Regions from separate parts of the Mus musculus genome. Here regions 2 and 3 are each linked to region 1. The links are chromatin contacts, called in public Hi-C and promoter capture Hi-C maps. All regions are on one chromosome and are shown on one strand. Each heading gives the region's core, a stretch centred on a gene start, on an enhancer-like site or on the middle of the called end of the contact. The rest is flanking DNA. Distances are from core to core; before and after follow the strand shown.

What was found. A called contact is a pair of places that touch in the nucleus more often than the background predicts. Capture Hi-C pulls out chosen DNA fragments and counts their contacts.
Region 2: a contact with region 1 is called in a promoter capture Hi-C map of adipose tissue. The contact joins the promoter of Fndc3c1 here to the promoter of Cysltr1 in region 1. A contact is called at or near these places in 1 of 39 promoter capture datasets (cranial neural crest), 2 of 484 Hi-C or Micro-C datasets (embryonic stem cells and nephron progenitors), 5 of 115 datasets of contacts at active chromatin or transcription factors (acute myeloid leukemia, embryonic stem cells and epiblast stem cells) and 2 of 9 other capture datasets (adipose tissue and pancreatic islet).
Region 3: a Hi-C map of group 2 innate lymphoid cells shows a contact between it and region 1, with 4 times the contacts expected there. The contact joins the enhancer-like site here to the promoter of Cysltr1 in region 1. A contact is called at or near these places in 3 of 39 promoter capture datasets (liver, macrophages and pre-B cells), 9 of 484 Hi-C or Micro-C datasets (Th1 cells, Th2 cells, embryonic fibroblasts and 4 more), 2 of 115 datasets of contacts at active chromatin or transcription factors (the SCID.adh cell line and a colorectal cancer cell line) and 4 of 9 other capture datasets (adipose tissue, liver, macrophages and 1 more).

The regions. Positions count from the first base shown.
Region 1 is chrX:106,602,322-106,604,969 of GRCm38.p6, forward strand. Cysltr1 (cysteinyl leukotriene receptor 1) reads right to left here and starts at 1,358. Exons shown (of 4, transcript NM_021476.5): 1 at 914-1,358. All of the region lies in intron 1 of Gm5127 (predicted gene 5127), which reads left to right.
Region 2 is chrX:106,483,871-106,486,518 of GRCm38.p6, forward strand. It overlaps Fndc3c1 (fibronectin type III domain containing 3C1), which reads right to left and starts at 1,359. Exons shown (of 27, transcript NM_001007580.1): 1 at 1,075-1,359.
Region 3 is chrX:106,703,464-106,706,111 of GRCm38.p6, forward strand. The region is part of intron 3 of Gm5127 (predicted gene 5127); the gene reads left to right. Among named protein-coding and RNA genes, the nearest start is that of Gm24491, 55 kb to the left of the region's middle. Within about 2 kb of position 1,303, at least 21 of the 459 cell types and tissues checked have an H3K27ac peak or open chromatin away from gene starts, as enhancers often do. A contact at or near this core is called in Th1 cells, Th2 cells and group 2 innate lymphoid cells, where this site is marked.

The DNA.
Region 1 (2,648 bases), core at 108-2,607:
CAAAACAATTGCAGAGACAGGGATTTAGAACCACTGAATTTAAAAAGGTAGTGCCTGCCAGTCTATTTGCATACCATTGAAAATAGCTAAGAAGACAAAAAAACGTTCTTGTCCCATGTGGTTGATTAAATTGTATGACTTCTTAGTCTAATGTTAACCTAGTGAGTTTAGCCCTAAGTTACAAAGTAGGTCATAGGTATTTCTACTAGTTGTCTGTAAGTTGATAGGGCTTTCTTTCTGTAGTCTTGAGTCAAATGGCCAGTTTCTAGCAGCGTGGTGTGTTGCAAGGAAATTCCTTAACCTGTCTGAGTCACTTTTCTCTTTACCTAAGAGAGGGGCCTGGGGGAGGGTAGAATGAGAACTATGATGAGAATGAAGGAGTGGGGGAAAGAGGGACATCCTGTCTCAATTATAGGATGCAAAGAAGGTGAAAAGTGTGAAACTTTGAGCAGGATGTAAAGTGAATTAAGTAAGAAGAAAACAAAGCATGAAAGTGCCTCGTGAAAAGTCTAGGTCAGCCCCCAACTGGTTGGTTTACGTGCAGCAGCAGCCGCTGAACACATTCTTTCCACATTTAAATCTGCATTACAGAAGCTCCAGGGTAGCCTTAAGATGGGAGCTTGAGGCCGATTTTGCACTTCTGGCTGAGTCGTAAAGGTGCTGGAGGCTTGAGGAATGCCACCTCAACAGTTTGCCATTTTGAGCGTGCAACAGAGGCAGTGAGCTACACTTGCTGACAGGCTGATTAGACGATCAGAGCTCTGGCCAAGAACCAAAGCCGAAAGAATGCAGATGTTCAGATTAGCAGCTTAATTCAAGGCAGATAAGGCAGGGCAGTTATCCACAATCTCTGAGGCATTTGGTAGAATCTGCCATCAGTTCAACTTTGCTCCAACCAACCCAATTTTCTTACCTGCTGATTCCAAGCTTCACAGTTTAAGGTCCTTTTGCTCCCTGAAGCAAGATCCAAATCTTCAGAAATTCCAACCTGCTAGTCTCCTGGTGAGCTAACCCTGGATGGTGAGCTGCAAATAAGTCTGGATATTCGGGATGGTCCACTCCATTCACAGGGCTCCTGCTCTTTAGGAATGTTTCTTTTCCAGAGGAGAGAGGTCAGGCCATGGCACATTTGCTAGCCAATAGACCTCGACTCTTCTTCCTGTTTCTTAGTACTTCTCAAGCCGCTTCAACCCCGCCAGAGTTTGGCTTCCCTGGTTTAAAGTGGGGGAAGGGAAAGAGCGGAGAGGGAAGAAGAATAGAAACTGGAGACTTGCACGTAATATGCACAAATGAGTGTTTATCTCTGGCTACTGCAATAGAATCCTCAGGAAGTCATGCAGCTGCTCTGAGGTGGGAAGTAAGGAGGAGTGTCTGCTGTTCAGCTTACTTCTCTCTGATTTTTATGACTGGAGGGTGCTTAGGCTATTTGTAGGCGGGGAAAAGATAATCCTACCAGTATATGCTAATATATCTGGCATTATGTGAAACTTGATCTTAAGATATACTTCCTCTTTACCTCTCTCCTTCCATATATCCTCTCTCCTTCACAGGCTGTATGTGTGTGTGTCCCCCTCCTTCATGAAATTTGTGATTCTATAAGAATTTTGAAAAGCATTTTTCTTTTTGATTGTCTCATATCCTAGGAGGAAAAGGACATGCCAATCTAGAGTGTGCTAATTAGAACCTGAGGTGTGATTTGATGTTGAAGACAAATTGATAAGATTTTGAAGTAAACTGGGTGAATGAACTACTTTGAATTTTACTATGAAAGTCCTGTGTTGGGATACACACACACACACACACACACACACACACACACATTGTGTAAACGTAGCCTTATTATTAATAACTAGTTGGAAGGACTTGTAAATGTCCTTATAACAGTGGCTTTCTGGCCAGTTATGGGCTACAAGAAAGAAATTTCTCAAATTTTCCATCTTTAGGCAGCCTAATGACTTTACAGTCACTCTTTATCCTCTTCCACGGAATCCTTGGATGCAGTGGTAATGATGATGCTTGGGAGAAAAGGTCGTCCAAGAACATTTAAAAGGGAAGCAAACATTTGGATTCAAGAGCAGACTTTAATCCTATCTTGGGAATTTTATTGCTATTTTAGCCAGTATTTATTCAATGGAATTGAGTTTATAAGAGATACAGAGTATAAAGTTTTACTTCCCCTCCAGTATGTGTTGTTTTCAAGGAGTTTGAGTTATGGCAGAAGGGGTATTTTTTTTTAGATACTGAAGAAAAGTGCTTTAAGATAGCACCACTTGGGGCTGGTGAGATGGCTCAGTGGGTAAGAGCACCCGACTGCTCTTCCAAAGGTCCAGAGTTCAAATCCCAGCAACCACATGGTGGCTCACAACCATCTGTAATGAGATCTGATGCCCTCTTCTGGTGTGTCTGAAGACAGCTACAGTGTACTTACATATAATAAATAATAAATAAATCTTAAAAAAAAGAAAAGATAGCACCACTGTTGGTGTAGCATCGAGGGGGTGCCCCCCCCCTCTGACTTCTTTATTTCTTTAGTTGTGTCTCTGTTCCTGAGTGATGGGAAGAACAGGCTTTCCATCAGCTCTGACAGGGCTTCACTTTCTATTAGCTGCTCCAATCTTACTGTGTTTTCTGGAACTGACTGCATTCCA
Region 2 (2,648 bases), core at 109-2,608, 120 kb before region 1:
TGAATGATTAAAATTAACATATATCTCGCTTGTGGAGAAAAACATGAGCACAAGTTTCTGAGAACGAATTTTCCGTTCTTCACAAAACAAAACGCAGGGTAACAAAATATTTACAAAACTAAACCATGAACGCTCCCTGGTATTCCTGTTACGCACTCTATATGACACAGATATTACTTTAAGAATCATATTTCAAGTATATTCATTATGTGGAATGTCAAAGGAGGGGGCAGAGTGCGCCAGAGCCGGGCAAGGCACAGGGAACTTTGGTGCGCAGTACCCAGCCTAGTACCCAGTAGCAAAAGAGCTGTTTTCTCCTTTTTCAGGTGTTTAAGTTTTAAAGAAATGTTTAAATTCCTTAATCCCCTTTAATCTGTCAGAATAATGAGAAAATAATTACGAATTTCTTAAATGAATTTGGCATCAAAATAATTTCCAAACAATTAATTTGTTTGTTAAGTAGACAAAATTCGGGATGAAAAATTTCCAACTGTACCACCGGGAAGGAACCAGACAACGTGCTTCCGAGTATTTCACAAGGCAACTCATTCAAGCAAGCAAGCAAGCAAGCAAGCAAGCAAGCAAGCAAGCAAGAGCAACAATAAGAAGAAAATAAGTAGAAAGTTCAAGAACATTACCAGTTAGTTTTCTTCTAAGTTTTGGAAAAGTTTACATCCACGAAAACAACGATACCCTCAAGGCGCAATACCAAAGTACAGATATAAAACAAAACAAAATACCAACGATTTTTCAACAATCTTTCCACCTTAAGCCATAAATACTTATCCCATAGGTGGCTAAATAAATGATGCCCAGCTCAGGGCAATCCTCTTGTGTACATTCCCCAAGGAATCGAAATTTCTCCCCCTAATAAAGTGAGCACCTAGTTCACTTACCAGTCAATGTATAAACGAAAAAGAAAAAGGAAAAACAAACAAACAAACAAAACAAAACCACAGAACGGAATTAGAAAAGATTTTCTGCAAAGCGTTCACAGAGAGTAAGAGCTCCGAATTCTGCAACTAATTGCACACAGAAAAGTATAGATAGTTGCTACAAAGTCAAGGAGCATACCTAAGCAGATACAAAAATGCTTCTCCAAAAGCCTCGCTCTTCATTCAGGTACTTCTCGATCTGACTCCAGATAGCAAGAGATCCGGCGACAGTGACCGATTCAAGATTAAGAAAAGTAAAAGACCGGGCTGGAAAACAGTCACAAATACAAAGACAAGCAAGTGAAGCTAAGCGAAGAAAGGGAGCTGGCGGGACCTATGGGGCAGGCCACCGGACGCGAGGCACAGGAGAGCAGTAGAAGGTCCATGCGGCACCCAATGGCTGGAGGGGACCGCGCCTTTTACATGGTCTGAATGGAGACGAAAGCCCAGATGTAGGAGGAACTTTCGGTGTCCTCTTGCCCTCCCCCCACTCCCCGATCCCAAACTCAGAAACTCTTCCCTCCAAAAATATCCCCTCACCTCCTCGAGTCGGCCCCAGCAGCGGTGTAACCCTATCCATCAGCATCCCAGCAACAGGCACATCCAGCCCCTGGCCTGTTGGCCCCGCCCCGCCCCGCCCCCTCGCCCCTCGCCGCCCCTCCCTCACCGCCTCGTGCTTCTCTCGCGTTCCATCCGGTCACCACCGCACGGTCCGTGCCCCCTCCGCGCTCACCCGGCCGCCTGCTCACGCCCCCTTGGCGGGGTGGCCAGCTCGCGTCTCCAAAGACGCCAACAGCCGTTGGGGGTGGGGGGTTCGGGGGGTGGAGAAAGAAAGGCACAAAGTTAGGAGCTACAGCAGCAGCTGTTCGGAGCCCAAAGGCTGAGAGGGGAGGGGTGAGAAAGAAAAAGTGACAGGAAAAGAAAAACAAGAGTGGCTGGGGGCCCGCGCCCCCCGCTGTCGACGCAGTGGGGTCACAGGCCCGCGGCCCCAGGAGGGTACCAACAGACTAACCAGGCCACCAGGTCAGGGGAAAAGGGAGGGAGGGGGCGGGGACTGGCCGTGGCTCCTTGACCGCCCCTCTCACCCGGTGCTGACAAAGATCCCATTCTTTCCTATTATCCCTGGTGGGTCTTCTCTGTCTTTTAAGCCCCTGAGCTTTTCCGAAAGCCCTGGACCTCATTGCTATAGTGTGCAAGCAACAAGTTATTTCAGGAACAACTGAGAGTGGTGGATTGAGCACTCCTAGATTTCAATGGCTGAGGTTTTCGGGCACTGAAAGACCTCTGCTTCTGAGGTCTGCTCAGGGCAAAATGAGCCCAAAGTGAGTGCCAGGCTGGGTGCAAGGGAGCTTGTTGGAAGGCATTGCCCCCCTTCCCAACCACAGAAGGAATACCACTCATCAAACTTTACCTACTTGCTCCTCTCTTGCCTTTTTTGCATTGTTTTTGAGGTCTCTCTGAGCCTGAGAACTCACGAGTGACTGCAGTGGTTCTCATTTTTCTTGGCTAAGGACTGTCAGTTGAGAGAGGTTCCCATCCCCAAATCTAGATAGTTCTGAGCCCTACTTTGACTCTGCAGGCGGTCCTTAGCTGGTCCCAGATTTGTCCCATACAGCTGCCATCCTCTGTTGCCAGGCTTTCTGAAAGAGGGTTAAAACTCATCGATGGACATCAAAGGACACTGACTCAGTGCGTGTCTACCCCCCAACCCCC
Region 3 (2,648 bases), core at 53-2,552, 100 kb after region 1:
TTACTCATAGTAAAAATCTCACAAAAATTAAAAAAAACCCTCTGTATTTCTTAGCATAAATTTATGGAATCACTGAAAAGTCGTGAATTTTAGGGTATTATATCCTTAAGACCCAGACTTGCCCTTGAAGTTCAATTTTATTTTCCTCGCATGTGTGTTTATTTACTTATAGCCTGCCTTCTTTCAAAATGCCAAGCTTTAACTTGTTCAAAACTTCAGGTGGTGTTCCAGCTGACGAACACTGCATTCCTCACATCTACAACAAGAAGTTGCTGCAAAAAAATAGAAGCATCAACTTTTCCACATTACATACACACACACACACACACACACACACACACACACACACACACACTATTAAGAGTGGTGATTCAGACATTTCCTGTGAAATTCGTTTTAGCAAATTCATTGGCAGAGCCATTAGACGAACAGCTTACCCGTGGCTTACAGTGAAATGCAGCCCAGAGAACAAGAAATATAAACAGAAAGTTTGCTCTGATTCTGTTTATCTACATCAACCCCTCCTGGGGTCTATTTGGTGGGATTCTTCATCATCATGTAAGTATAACTTCTATTTGTGAATATGTCTAATTAGAAGCATTAAGCATGTCTATAACTAATCTCAACAAGCAAGTATGTAAGCTTGAATAGAAAGAAAAAACTGTAGCCAAATTACCAGCAGATGTGAACATAGTTTTTGTTTTTGCCTTAAATTGTTGTACCCAGTGTAACTTATTAAGTACCTAACTCTTACTATGTATTATTGTTTGTTAGCAGATGTTTTGTATGCATGTACTTATGCCCATATCCTCTGTTTGTGTTCTTCCTAATAGATTTTGAAGTGATGGAGGGTAGGCTGCTACATCTGTATTAAATATTTCTATCTTTGGTGCGATAATAGAAAATGAAAATGTATAGCTAATCCTACCACCATTGGTAGTAGTTTCCATTTTCAACTCCACTAGTCTGACACCATAAAAGATTAAGTCAGGCTTTACTACTAATAATGATAATAAATAGGCACTTTGTATTTTGTGAGCACCCATAATTAACTTGGCAATGTAAACAGAGCCCATTCATCAACTCCAATTCATGTGATCAGATTTCAGGTTGCTTTAATAAAAAGGCATTTACATTTCTCTTTTAAAATTGTCGATGAAACATAACTGCTATAAAAATGATCATATTTACTGTGATGAGTTTGAGCATGTGCACACATCCACACAGCTCTGACCACACTCACTGTGGCAAGCACATTCAGATTGCTTTTGATAGGAATCAGAGAGCACAGTCCCACCTCTGTGTGGTTGGGTGTTGTTGGGTTTCACATCCTTCTGAGACAACATGACGTGGCACTTGCATGGACTCCCTCATGCAAAGGTCTTTGAAGTGGTACTTCCTGGCTCAGATAAGGAGATATGGTCATGTACAGAATTCTAAACAGATCTTTCTAGACTCAGTTTCCTGCTCTAGCCCTCTTTAAGAATTATTCATGAAAGAGGCCCCTTTCTCGTCAATGGATAAAATATGACGACTAGACTAACATTAGCCCTGCTGTCTATTGATGATGTGGGAGAATCTTAGAGTTCAGTTGTTTTCTCTATTTTCTTTTCTGTTCTTTTATTTTCTCAAGAAGATTTGAATAAGGCTTGTTTAAAAGTGAGCAAGTGGTAAATAGAAAAGGGCAAACATGGAATAGTATATTAGACCTGAGCTGAACATGGTCCTTGGTGATACAAATCCTTTTAAGCAAAATGACAAGGAAAAGATATATTCTTGAGAATATATTCGCCTTATTTCTTTTTCCTCTTTTAGTATTTTATATTGTACCCAGTGCCTTTCTCTTTATTCCACTTGTAAACACCTTGAAACCCATATTATTTAATACATATGTGTCAATCACCTGACATACTCTTTTTCTTCTTTCCACATTTTAAATTTGAGATATAATACAATTACATTATTTCTCCCTTCTTTTCCCTCCCTTCAAACCCTTCCATAGGCCCCTTATCATTCGCTTTCAATTTTGTAGCCTTTCTTCATTAATTGTTATTGCTTGCATACATCCATATTCCTAAACACAACCTTCCCAGTTTGGATAATATTACTTGTATGCATATTTTCAGAACTGACCATTTGGTGTTGGATAGCCAATTGGTGTGCTCCTCCTTGGGGAAGATTATTTTTTTCTCACTCTCAGCATTCCTTAGTTGCCAGTAGTTCTTTGTAAAATCACCCCAAGGTTTCTTTAATAATGAAGGACTTAAAAGATTGATTTTAAAGGTAGAGAAAGAAGAAATACACCAAGGTTGCCATTTTGAAAAACTCTTGAGTATTGACATTCTAACCTGCACTCCACATTAATAAAAACTATCCAAATGCAAGTTCCTGTTGAATCATAGAAACCAGGATGAAAAGAACAAAAGTTTGGTGGCCAAATGTGTGAGTACCATGCCTATGTTAGAAGCTCCCTTGTTTCTTAGTTGTACATGAGTTTAGTTGAGTTTCTTAGCCTATGAGAAAGAGACTTGGCTTTTTTATCACTAAAATTAAGATCACATTTATAAGACAATGCAAAACATTAAAAGAAACCACCTAGCAGTCTTTCATCCCAGGAACACATGCCATGTTGCTTTGATATATGATTC